Linked DNA regions of Sus scrofa: regions 2, 3 and 4 are each linked to region 1. Evidence: chromatin contacts called from public HiChIP or PLAC-seq and promoter capture Hi-C data. All regions are on one chromosome and are shown on one strand. The core of a region is the stretch at or near the end of the contact, and the rest is flanking DNA. Distances in the headings are between cores, read along the strand shown. Region 1 holds the start of KLLN (killin). Region 2 has its middle 340 kb from the start of PTEN. Region 3 has its middle 320 kb from the start of RNLS. Region 4 overlaps RNLS (renalase).

Region 1 (2,700 bases), core at 131-2,630:
TAGGTCTATCAGTCCCAAGTAAGCAGACTTGACAAGTTTGTTCTGGGCTGAAGGCCATTGACTAGGTTCTCCGACCAGATAAGTCACTTGGCTGAGTCTACAGTAGGTGGGGCACGCTCACCAGCTCAGAGGCAGTGACAAAGTTTGTTGCAACATCGTTAAATTCACGCAGCGGGCTGCTGCCCGGAGATACCCTTTTGCCCCAAGAATACAGTACCTGAAAGTTTCGCCCTAAGGGGTAGTGTACTAGCTCCAGACCCCCAGGGTTTGAGAAGTCGCGGTGCTAGGGAATCTAGAACGCGGAGTCTCAGTTTTCCGGCCTCTAGCTTGCTCTGGGGGTAGCAGGCGAAGGGTGCGACCAGTTTGGGAAGTCTCGCTCTAAGATTTGCAAGAATCAACGGCAGCGACCAAGGCGAGGGGAGGCGGGGGCACGTGCTTGGATGTGGGTGCTTGTGTAACCAGCTCCTCAGGCTCCAGTCCCGACAGCGCTTCAGCGGGAGGCTCGTCTGAACCTGTCTTTCCACCAAGACCCAGGAGGCTCTGGGGTCCCTCTGCTTCTGAAAGGCGGGAGCCCTCTGGGCAAAAGAAGCGAAACACTTGCCTCTGGAGTTATCAAATGGGAGTGGGAATTTGGAAAGTTCCCCAACTAGGATCACACGTGACCTCCCCCTGAAAGTAGTTCCGACTGTGGCCCGTATATCCCTCCACCTCTTTTTGAACCCTCCTCGGTCTCCTCGGCTCCGCCCACTCGCCGGGGCTGCAGCTTCCTACCGTCGCGTACTTCACTCTCCGGCCCAGCAACCCGAGTCTCCGCCCGGGTGGTGGAGCGCGGAACCGGGCCCCGGGGCGATCCAGCCAGCCAGGTTTTCACAGCGGCCCAAAAGGGGGCGGGGCGAGGAGTCTTTGGCTCAGTTCGACGCGGTGAACCCTACTGGAACCCCGAGGGGAGAGATGCTCTCTGCTCTCCAGGGGGCTGGGGTGCATCCCAGCGTCGGGTATCAGCTTTCATTTCACCTGGACATTTGTCCTTTGGGATCTAGAAATTCAGGGGCGATGTGTTCATATTCAGCACGCTCTGCTGGACCTTTCAATTTTAGGGCAAATGAACCAGGTTGCCGGGGAAGCGGGAGGTGGGGCGATGCAAGGGAGCCGGATGAGGTGATACACACTAGAGACACAATAGGGGATTCTTTGTATTAAGACTGACACCTTGAGGACACGGGTGGGGGTGGGGGATAGGTGGATTTTTTGGCAGAGGCTGCTGCAGTCAAATCCCTGCGAACGATTGTGATCCGACAGCGGTGCAAAAGGACGGGGGGTTGCAGGCCGTGCCAGGGAAATCTGGGGGCAAGGGGAGAGGTGTCCTCGCTGTAGGGACCATCCTTGCGCTTCCCGGTACACTACCAGCGCAGTCACCTGGTCTTTCCCACCTGTGCACAGGTAACCTCAGACTCGCGTCAGTGACACTGCTCAAAGAACCTGCCTCAGCCTTCACCTTAACCCCCCTGTCTCGCTCGCAACAGCCTATTCTGCCTCGGGTTGCGTTGCTGGGCACAGGCTATGGTTCAGCTCGTCCCCCCACCCTGCGTTGCTGCAGAAGCAGCCGCAGCAAGTGCAGCTTCAGGAGGGGGCCTCGGAACAAGCCCGAGCGAGCCCCGGGCAGTCATACTGGGCATGCTCAGTGGCGCCAGCAGGTTGGGGACTCGGCGCTCGCACCAGAGCTGCCGCTTCTGCCCCCTCCCTAAAACCCCAGCCCTGCCCTGCGCGTCTCTCCCCTGGCGCGGTCCGGCCCGCCTCCCGCCTCCCGCCTCCCCTCGGGCTCCCAGGCGCCCCTGCCCCTAGCGCGGCGGCGGAGGGGGCGGGCAGGCTGGCGGGCGGTGATGTGGCGGGACTCTTTGTGCACTGCGGCAGGATACCCGTTCGGAGCCGGGACGCGGCTGCGCTCAGTTCTCTCCTCTCGGAAGCTGCAGCCATGATGGAAGTTTGAGAGTTGGGCCGCTGTGAGGCGAGACCGGGCTCAGGCGAAGGAGATGAGAGACGGCGGCGGCCGCGGCCCAGAGCCCCTCTCAACGCCTGTGAGCAGCCGCGGGGGCAGCGCCCTCGGGGAGCCGGCCGGCCGGCGGCGGCGGCAGCGGCGGCGTTTCTCGCCTCCTCTTCGTCCTCTTTTCTAACCGTGCAGCCTCTTCCTCGGCTTCTTCTGAAAGGGACGGTGGAAGCCGTGGGCTCGGGCGGGAGCCGGCTGAGGAGCGGCGGCGGCACCTCCCGCTCCTGGAGCGGGGGGGAGAAGCGGCGGCGGCGGCGGCGGCGGCGGCTGCAGCTCCGGGGAGGGGGTCGGAGTCGCCTGTCATCATTTCCAGGGCTGGGAACGCCGGAGAGTTGGTCTCTCCCCTCTTACTGCCTCCAACACGGCGGCGGCGGCGGCGGCACATCCAGGGACCCGGGCCGGTTTTAAACCTCCCCTCCGCCGCCGCCGCACCCCCCCTGGCCCGGGCTCCAGAGGCCGCCGGAGGAGGCAGCCTTTCCGAGGATTATTCGTCTTCTCCCCATTCCGCTGCCGCCGCTGCCAGATCTCTGGCTGCTGAGGAGAAGCAGGCCCAGTCGCTGCAACCATCCAGCAGCCGCCGCAGCAGCCATTACCCGGCTGCGGTCCAGAGCCAAGCGGCAGCAGAGCGAGGGGCATCAGCTACCGCCAAGTCCAGA
Region 2 (2,725 bases), core at 76-2,575, 340 kb after region 1:
CAAGGACATCAAAGTGGACAATTTCAGCTCTTTATCTGTGCACAGTTTATACAACCCCTTGTTATCCAGTGCAAAATTTTAATTTCAGTCTTCAACAACTAGAAAGACAGAATATCAATCTTTGATAAATAAAACTAGACTCAGAGGTATTAATATCCCTGCAATTAATGTCTCTCCCAACTAACCACATGTCTCTGGATATAGTTGAAGAAGAATTTCAGCTATCTAAGACTCATAAGGTCCCAGCTCCAGCTGGGACTTCAAATCATGTTTCCAGAACACAAAGAACACTTGATAAAGTTGGAGAGAAATATTTTTCAAAAATATGTCACCAGGCAGCTTGGGAGTGATTTAACAGAACCATCCTACAGGGTATGAATTTAACCTTTGATCTCTGAAATGAAGGTCAGCAAATTTGTTTTTACTCTACATCTCTTATAATCAACTCAATGTCTGGGTAAATCAGTTTCTAAAGAGGAGGCTGTGTTTGCAGATAAGTGATACTTTCACCCTTCAATTTTGAACCACTTAACCCTCTCTTCCCTGAGTTAAATTCTACTGCTGTTGTCAACTTTTTGTGGGAAAGGAATCTAAAAACTTAAGATGCCATGTATTAGAATGGGGGAAATGCCATACTGTTGGCTACAAATGAAATAAAATGTCCAAGAAAAATGTTTTAGTGGTGTTTTTTTTTTTTTTCCCTTCTAGGAGATGAGCACATGAAAAGATACTGTTTTTTAGCTATCAGTTCACCTGAAGTCTTCTTGCCAATCCCAGGTTGGCAAAGAATAGCCTATGGGCTAAATCCAACCTACTGCCTGTTTTTGTAAATAAAGTTTTATTGGAACACGACCATGTTCATTCGTTTAGGTATCATCTCTGGCTGCTTTCGTGTTACAATGACAACTGACTAATTGCAGCAGAGAGCATGTGTCTCACAAAGCCTAAAATATTTACTCTCTGGGCCTTTACACAAAATCTTTGCCAACCACTGCTTTAAATCAAAGAAAGAGGCTTGGGGTGGTGACATCACAATAATACATCCTTAGCACAGATATAGCAATGGCTTGGCAGTAAATGAGGATGGGACGTTGGTTTTAATCCAGATATTCACTTTTTAGAAACAGAGTCTCAGAATAACATTAAGCTGATGAAAAGAACAATAGTTGGGGATGCATTGTAATGAGGTATAGACATAGTAACTAAATTTATTCCTCTGATTCTCCAGCAGTCTATCTAATAAAAATACGCTACAGTAGAGATGAACCCAGAATCTTCAGCTGATGTCAGCCATTTGGGAATAAGAGTTCCTTCTCTGCAGCAGATGTGTGGCTTGAAGTTCATCATGAGTACACTCAGAGAGAGAGCACAGCATGTGTTGTTCTGTGGAGGGGACCAACACTGGCCTGTCAATGGGATAACAAATTTTGTTAAAGGACTTGGGGAAACAGTAAGGGTTGGGAACTGGGCTAGAACTTGAAAAATGAATTTTAACCCTTCCTGGGTATGACTATCCTTTTAAAATAATGATGATTCTGTCCAAGAAATGCCTATCAAATTTAAACCAAAAGAATGCAATGCAGTCAGTTGCCGTGCTTGCCAGTCATTCTACATGGACAGCTGCCAGGAGGTTGATACACAAAGGCGATGGTTGCATGCATGGTTATTTCAGTCCTAGACACTCGTCATCCCTTGAAATTGCTCTGTTCCCAGGATTCCAAACTCCAGCCTCCCCTTGCCTTTCTCAGAAGTCAAGTGCATGAGCCAATGAGGGTGGGCCCCCTCAATTTCCTTCTCTAACCCAAACTGCAGGTATTCATTCTGGGTCCAGATTTTCACTCCTGTCTTGGAAGAAAGGCAGAGACCCACCGCTGGGCTTGAACACTGCTGTATTTCCTGCTCTTTTTAGGACACTGCTTTTTCATTTGCAAGGTTTTCCTTTCTACTGACTCTTTCTGTTTTCCTAACTAACATGCTTGGGTCTCATTTGATCTAAAACTATGAAAAACCAAAACAAAAATTAGAGAAATTTGCTTCGACTTAGTTCCTCTCTTTTCCCACTTTTTTTCCTGACTTTTTTCTCTTTCACTGTCTGTAGCAAGAATAAGACTAGGTTATGCTATGATAACACACTGCCTCTACATCTTAGTGGTTTTCTACAATGACCCAGCTTCCATAAGGATGTATCTATACTGCTGCCACCTCTTTTCTCAGTGTCTACTCACTGTACCCCCACCCATATCTTCTAAACCCTGGCTTTTGTCACCATCACTCTCTTAAAACTACATTTTGTTGTTGTTGTTTTCACTTTTCATTTCTTTTTTTTTTTTTTTTTTTGTATTTTTCTAGGGCTGCACTTGCAGCATATGGAGATTCCCAGGCTAGGGGTGTAATCAGAGCTGTAGCTGCCCGCCTACGCCAGAGCCACAGCAATGTGGGATCCGAGCCACGTCTGAGACCTACACATAGCTCGTGGCAATGCCGGATCCTTAACCCACTGAGCAAGGCCAGGGTTCAAACCCGCAACCACATGGTTCCTAGTCGGATTTGTTAACCACTGAGCCACGACGGGAACGCCTAATTTTTTAAAATATTTATTTATTTATTATTTATTTTGCTTTTTAGGGCTGCAGCCACAGCATGTGGAGGTTACCAGGCTAGGGGTCCAATAAGAACTACAGCTGTCGGCCTAGGCCACAGCCACAGCAACACAGGATCTGAACCT
Region 3 (2,712 bases), core at 181-2,680, 350 kb after region 1:
TAGGTAATTCAAAGAACCTCTGTTTCAGCTCATAGTTTTCCTCATCCAGGAACTTAACACTTTACAACAGTCAACCCAGATATGAATACACAAAATAAGATGCTATTTAAAAGAGGCTGTTAAGTGGTTCTGAAAATGGAAGTTAGAAACCTAGATTTGCATCCAAGTTCTACCACTTACACATCAAGCAAAACTTGAATCAGTTTCAGCCCCATCAGTAACATAGTGGTGACGATACATGACCCGCCAGGTTCCTGTGAGGGGTAAATCACATGATGTGGGGAAAACAGGAACACAGCACAGTGATACTCAGTACCCTTTAACTGGCACGACTGAAAAAAAAAAAAAATTACACATATACATACTGCGCAAAAGGCAATTTCACATTACCAAGGCATTACTACTGAGGCATTCAATGTCAGCCTAATTAAAGAAAATCCTACTTTCCTTGAAGTTCTGTTTGCTTTCTGAACTTTTTGGCCTGGAGCAACACCTTTTGCTAATCCATTTTATATTCATTGTTTTAGTCAAGGGACAATTAATCAGACACTGGGATTTGGGAGTCTTGAGTTCCACGTCGAGCATGCACAGTCTGGTGACCTTGAACAATCAGTGGAATCACGCTCTTTTGTGAACCTCTTTTTGCCTTGCCCTGAAGGCAGAGCATTAGTCCCATCCCTCCTTTCTGCCTGCTCAGCACTAACTCTGCAACGCTTGTTACCCAAAATCAGGACATCGATGTTTTAATTCACAAGAAAAATCCAATTCATGTAATATCTTTATCCCTCTATGAACTGTGGGGGGAAAGGCAAGCAACCAAGCCTAAACGTTCAGCCGAAAGCATTTGCCAATATTCCTTTCAAGCAATAACCTCTCCGCAAGGCCAGCAGCTTTTTCACTGACACCTCATTTTGCTGCTGGAAAGAAAACCTTTTCTACATTCACTGCCTCCACCTGAACTGCTCGGTAATTGAAAGTCATTTTGTTTTTCCAATCACCCTCGGCAGCGACATGCACACTACCCATCCCCTTCACTGTCTAAATCGGGGGCTGAGGAAAAGTCCCTGTGGGAAGCGTGAACAGCCAGCAGCTGCGCTGGGCCTGGCCAGCTGAACTTCAGCCTGCTCCTTGGCCCAACCCCAGGACTGATAAAGCCTTTGCTAAGCTTTAGATTTCCCAGGCTTTTGTGAGCCAAAGGGAAGACCGCTTTCGTCGGTCCTGATGGCCTCTTTGTGTTCCTTGGGCCTGTTAACTCTTGTCTCAGGCAGGAAGAGAGTGAGGGGGACCAGGCTCGGTGCGGGGCCCATGCTTCCAGCCTGCTTCGAGTTGTCCAGCAAAGGCTGACCTATATTCCAGTGACACACACCAGATCTGAGTAGGACAGAACTGCCCAGGGAGCCGCCCACCCCTCCTCCTCCTGCTTCCTCAGCCAAGAGGGCAGCCAGATCTGTACACGAAGTTCTCTCTTGTCAGCCTGATGGCAGGACAGGGCTCCAGACGGGGGTTCTTAGGAGGTGAACCCCCACCACATGAACCGCAGGGCACCCCCTCTCCCCCACTGTCTTTCCTCCAGGGAGTGTAGCAGGAACCAGAAGGGTGCAAAAAAGTCGGTCTCTTGAGTTTGTTCAAAATTATTTCCTTCCAGCCATTGTTTTTGGAATGCTTTGCTGCATTTCTTTAGAGTGGGCAGATGGCAGGATCCTGGAGGTGTAAAACAGCTACAAAAACCAAGATGATTCAAACAGAAGGAATATGTATAAACCCTGCTGGATCATCCTAATATTAATCAGGAGAATTTTTTTTTTTCCTTCTCTCCAGGATGTTTAAAGTCTTCATGTTTTCTGTGTGCCTTCCCCCTTTAAAAAGAACACAATGTATAAATGGGTTGCTTTGGGGATCTTGGCTGGGAGCACTGGCGTCATTTTTTTGTATTCAGCTTATTTTGAGGACAAGCCCAATGGACAGACTTGAGAGCAAGACCTCTCACTTTGAGGAGACAGAGGAAAGTGAAAATGGAACTCCCATGGAGGGGAGCCGAAACTGGACAGCCAAGGATGGTGCCATCCAAAATACAGGAACCATGCCTGAAAGAGATAATTTCAAGTTGAGCTGTGGTTTACCACAGTGTCCTCGTGATCAGTCGAGTGGTCAGATGTCAGGGGTGACTGAAAATAAGTGCATTTTCCCACAGTGAAAGAAAAAAGAAGAAAAAACAACAACAACAACAACAACTTTGCCCATTCGAAGCAAATACTTGCACATTTCAGACTGGTTGGAGTAGGCTTGAAAATGTACTATCATCCTTGTGACTTGAGTGGAAAAAGCTGGAGAAGAAACAACGGTTATTTGCTTTTGATTAGCCACCCCACACCCCCTTTTTGTCCCTAAGGACCACAAGGAGTCTTTATTGCTCTGTCCCATGTTTTGTTCTATTCAAAAGATCTTCTGGGAGCAAGGGTTATGTGTTTACGCCATGACATGGCTGGCACTGGCGGGGAGAGGAGAAGGAGTCCCAGAGTGATTTCAAATTGAAGGGTTTGGTGACTCTGTGTGGGCTAGATCTTCTTCCTTCCACCTGTGGTACAGCCTGGCTTCAGAGAGGCAGCTGCAGAGACTTCTTTTCCTGCTGGGTGTGTGCAGAAGGACTCTGGGATTCAAAGCGTTAAAGTGTCATCTGCAATGGGAAAAATGGCTTAACCACAAATGCATCCT
Region 4 (2,776 bases), core at 72-2,571, 500 kb after region 1:
TGAGCAGACCAAAAACCTTAGTGGAGAACCATTTCTGAAAATACAATTTAAATAAATAAAATATAGCTCAATTTACAAAAATGTTACTTTATACCAAATTGTTTAACTGTTCAAGAAATTACTATGTGAAATTTTTTTACACATATGGTATGGATAAAAACAAATAAGAATCTATACACAATGTCTTTTAGTCACTAGTCGAATGTGCACTGAGGCCACCATTTCCAATCAAAAGGATCAGGAATGACTTCTCAGTTTCAGGTATTGTCTGTGAACATTTTCACAGTAATGCGATTAGGAAGTCATTTAATTAGCCTTATTTTTCACTTGGGATCCAAAATCAGGGGAAAAAAACATGTGCAAGAACACACATCTCAGGGAATTCCTGTTGCGGCTCAGTGGAAACAAATCTGACTAGTAGCCATGAGGACGCAGGTTCGATTCCTGACCTCGCTCAGTGGGTTGAGGATCCGACATTGCCTTGAGCTGTGGAGTAGGTCACAGATGTGGCTTGGATCCCACATTGCTTTTGGCTGTGGCACAGGCCAGGAGCTACAGCTCCAATTCGACTCCTAGCCTGGGAACAACCATATGCTGCAGGCATGGTCCAAAAAAAAAAAAAAAAAAACCACATCTAAAGGCATTAAAAATGCATTTCTCCACCCTACGCCATAGAACAAAGTTCATATATTAACATTAGATGAATCTCTATTCCTTTCTTACTTCTGCAAGAGCCATCACATATATAAATCATCAATTTCAGTGTCCAGTGATTTAAATAGAGCCCAGAAAGATTCTGAGTCAGCAGGTCCTCTGATTTAGATACTGATTTTAGGAGCTCCAGTGGCACAATCAGTGCACGGCACTTATATAGAAAGTGATTTTGTATCTCATCTTCTCCACTTTCTTACAAGAAATCAGTTCTAGATTCTGGGCCATCTCCCCTATATCTGATAACGAATGCCACTTCTGATTTTCAAAGGAATAAATAGAGCATCAGAGTCAAATAAATCACTTTCTATGCATATGAAATGCCCTTCACATTAAGCTTCCATATTTGGTGGTGAACAAGGAACTCTTGTTAGTTAGTTGTTTGAAAAATTGCTGGTGGACCTGACATTCATTTTTGATAGCTGACAGCTTTTTATTTTCAAAAACTTTTTACTTTCCATTTTTTTTTTAAGAGAAATTACTCTGAAGTCTGTCAGCTCAGTAGCTCTGGGAGTCGGCTTTACTTATTTGTCTTATCAAAGGTCAGCAAACTTTTTCTGTAAAAGGACAGACAGTAAATATTTAAGGCTTTGTGTGCCATGCAGACACTGTTGCAAGGACTCAACTCTGCATTACAGCATGAAAGCAGTCACAGACAACATATAAATGAATGAGTGTGTCTGTGCTACGACTTTATTTACAAAAGCAAGAGTCAGGTTGGATTTGGCCCAAGGGCAGCAGTTTGCCAATTTGGGGTCTATATAATGGCAATATTCATAAAACAGGGGAATAGAAAAGGTTCCCTGCCAAATTTAAGGGCATAGGAGTAAAAATTCAAAGACCATTTATTTTAAAATTTATTTTTCCAGCTTTATTGAGATATAATTGATAGATAACATTGTTTTAGTTTAAGGTTATGACATAGTGACTTGATATATGTATGTATTATGAAATGATCATCGCATTATCACATTATAACATTCATTAGCTCACATAGTTACAATTCTTTCTTATGATGAGAACTTTCAAAATTTACACTTAGCTTCTTTCAAATATACAATACAGTATTTTTAACTACAGTCACCATGCTGTACATTCCATCTCCAGGACTTATTTATTTTATAACTGGAAATCTGTAACTTTTGACTATTTTATCCATTTAGCCCACTCGCTACCCCTCACCCTGGCAACCACCAATCTGTTTTCTGTATCTATGAGTTCAGGGTTTTTAGATTCCACATGTAAGTGAGATTAAAAAGACTTTTTAATAAGTCATTGAAAATATTTATTATTATTCAAGTGAATTAAATTGGAGAATTTGAAATTTTGATCATAATTAACTATTATAGTTAATGATTTTACTCTATTTCTCATTTTATACTTTTTTCAGGAAATAAAACTTTACTTTGGACAATATCAATATATTATTATTATTTCTCATTTTATACTTTTTTCAGGAAATAAAACTTTACTTTGGACGATATCAATATAAAATCCCCAAAGAAATTTAAAGAATTGCCATTTGTACTCTCTTGACATTTTCTTGCTAGGTAGAAACAAAAAAGTTGGTCTGACAACTGAGGATAACTCATAATTTCAGGTGCAGAAAGAAAATAAATTCATCCTTACAAAAATATGATGTGATCTAATAAATAAATTCATTGGGCAATGCTGAAACATAACAGTTTGAGACATTTAACAAAACTATATTGCTAGTTTTTTTTGGTGTATTGAGATGGCCCAAGGGAAATTTTAGAAGAGTTAAAAGCCACAAAAACACACATAGAAACATGTGCTTTCAACAACATTCTTCTTTTGTGAGCTGTTATGTGACCAGGCTCTTATTCCCTTCTCCCAAGTGGGCTAAATTCTCATGATTCCAAAAGACATGGCCATTTCTAGTAATGCCCTCTGCTATTTGCCCTCTCATCTACAGTCAATGAATTCTACAGGAGATGGTGATTGTACAATCTACTGGTCAACTTTATGACAATCCTTATGGCTTCATCTTACACTGTGTGCTCTCAATAATTTACATGTGAATGTTTAATCATTGCTCCATGTT

Evidence for each region. Promoter capture Hi-C pulls out the DNA fragments that hold promoters and counts their contacts. HiChIP or PLAC-seq counts read pairs in DNA pulled down with a chosen protein or histone mark.
Region 2: an H3K27ac HiChIP or PLAC-seq map of alveolar macrophages shows a contact between it and region 1. The contact joins the enhancer-like site here to the promoter of KLLN in region 1. A contact is called at or near these places in 2 of 5 promoter capture datasets (fetal liver and liver), 4 of 47 Hi-C or Micro-C datasets (alveolar macrophages, embryonic fibroblasts and psoas muscle) and 2 of 2 datasets of contacts at active chromatin or transcription factors (alveolar macrophages and skeletal muscle).
Region 3: a contact with region 1 is called in an H3K27ac HiChIP or PLAC-seq map of alveolar macrophages. The contact joins the enhancer-like site here to the promoter of KLLN in region 1. A contact is called at or near these places in 3 of 5 promoter capture datasets (fetal liver, liver and skeletal muscle), 13 of 47 Hi-C or Micro-C datasets (alveolar macrophages, embryonic fibroblasts, heart right ventricle and 7 more) and 2 of 2 datasets of contacts at active chromatin or transcription factors (alveolar macrophages and skeletal muscle).
Region 4: a contact with region 1 is called in a promoter capture Hi-C map of liver, with 15 times the contacts expected there. The contact joins the enhancer-like site here to the promoter of KLLN in region 1. A contact is called at or near these places in 3 of 5 promoter capture datasets (fetal liver, fetal skeletal muscle and liver), 10 of 47 Hi-C or Micro-C datasets (embryonic fibroblasts, liver, mesenteric adipose tissue and 4 more) and 1 of 2 datasets of contacts at active chromatin or transcription factors (alveolar macrophages).

The regions. Positions count from the first base shown.
Region 1 is chr14:99,927,507-99,930,206 of Sscrofa11.1, forward strand. KLLN (killin) reads right to left here and starts at 1,381. Exons shown (of 3, transcript XM_021073704.1): 1 at 1,298-1,381; 2 at 740-928; 3 at 1-737. The coding sequence starts at 1,381. The coding sequence ends at 165. It overlaps PTEN (phosphatase and tensin homolog), which reads left to right and starts at 2,550. Exons shown (of 9, transcript NM_001143696.1): 1 at 2,550-2,700.
Region 2 is chr14:100,263,701-100,266,425 of Sscrofa11.1, forward strand. No RefSeq gene overlaps it. Among named protein-coding and RNA genes, the nearest start is that of PTEN, 340 kb to the left of the region's middle. Within about 2 kb of position 1,326, at least 10 of the 83 cell types and tissues checked have an H3K27ac peak or open chromatin away from gene starts, as enhancers often do. A contact at or near this core is called in alveolar macrophages, fetal liver, liver and 1 more, where this site is marked.
Region 3 is chr14:100,280,276-100,282,987 of Sscrofa11.1, forward strand. No RefSeq gene overlaps it. Among named protein-coding and RNA genes, the nearest start is that of RNLS, 320 kb to the right of the region's middle. Within about 2 kb of position 1,431, at least 48 of the 83 cell types and tissues checked have an H3K27ac peak or open chromatin away from gene starts, as enhancers often do. A contact at or near this core is called in alveolar macrophages, fetal liver, liver and 4 more, where this site is marked.
Region 4 is chr14:100,429,105-100,431,880 of Sscrofa11.1, forward strand. The region is part of intron 4 of RNLS (renalase); the gene reads right to left. Among named protein-coding and RNA genes, the nearest start is that of RNLS, 170 kb to the right of the region's middle. Within about 2 kb of position 1,322, at least 3 of the 83 cell types and tissues checked have an H3K27ac peak or open chromatin away from gene starts, as enhancers often do. A contact at or near this core is called in fetal liver and liver, where this site is marked.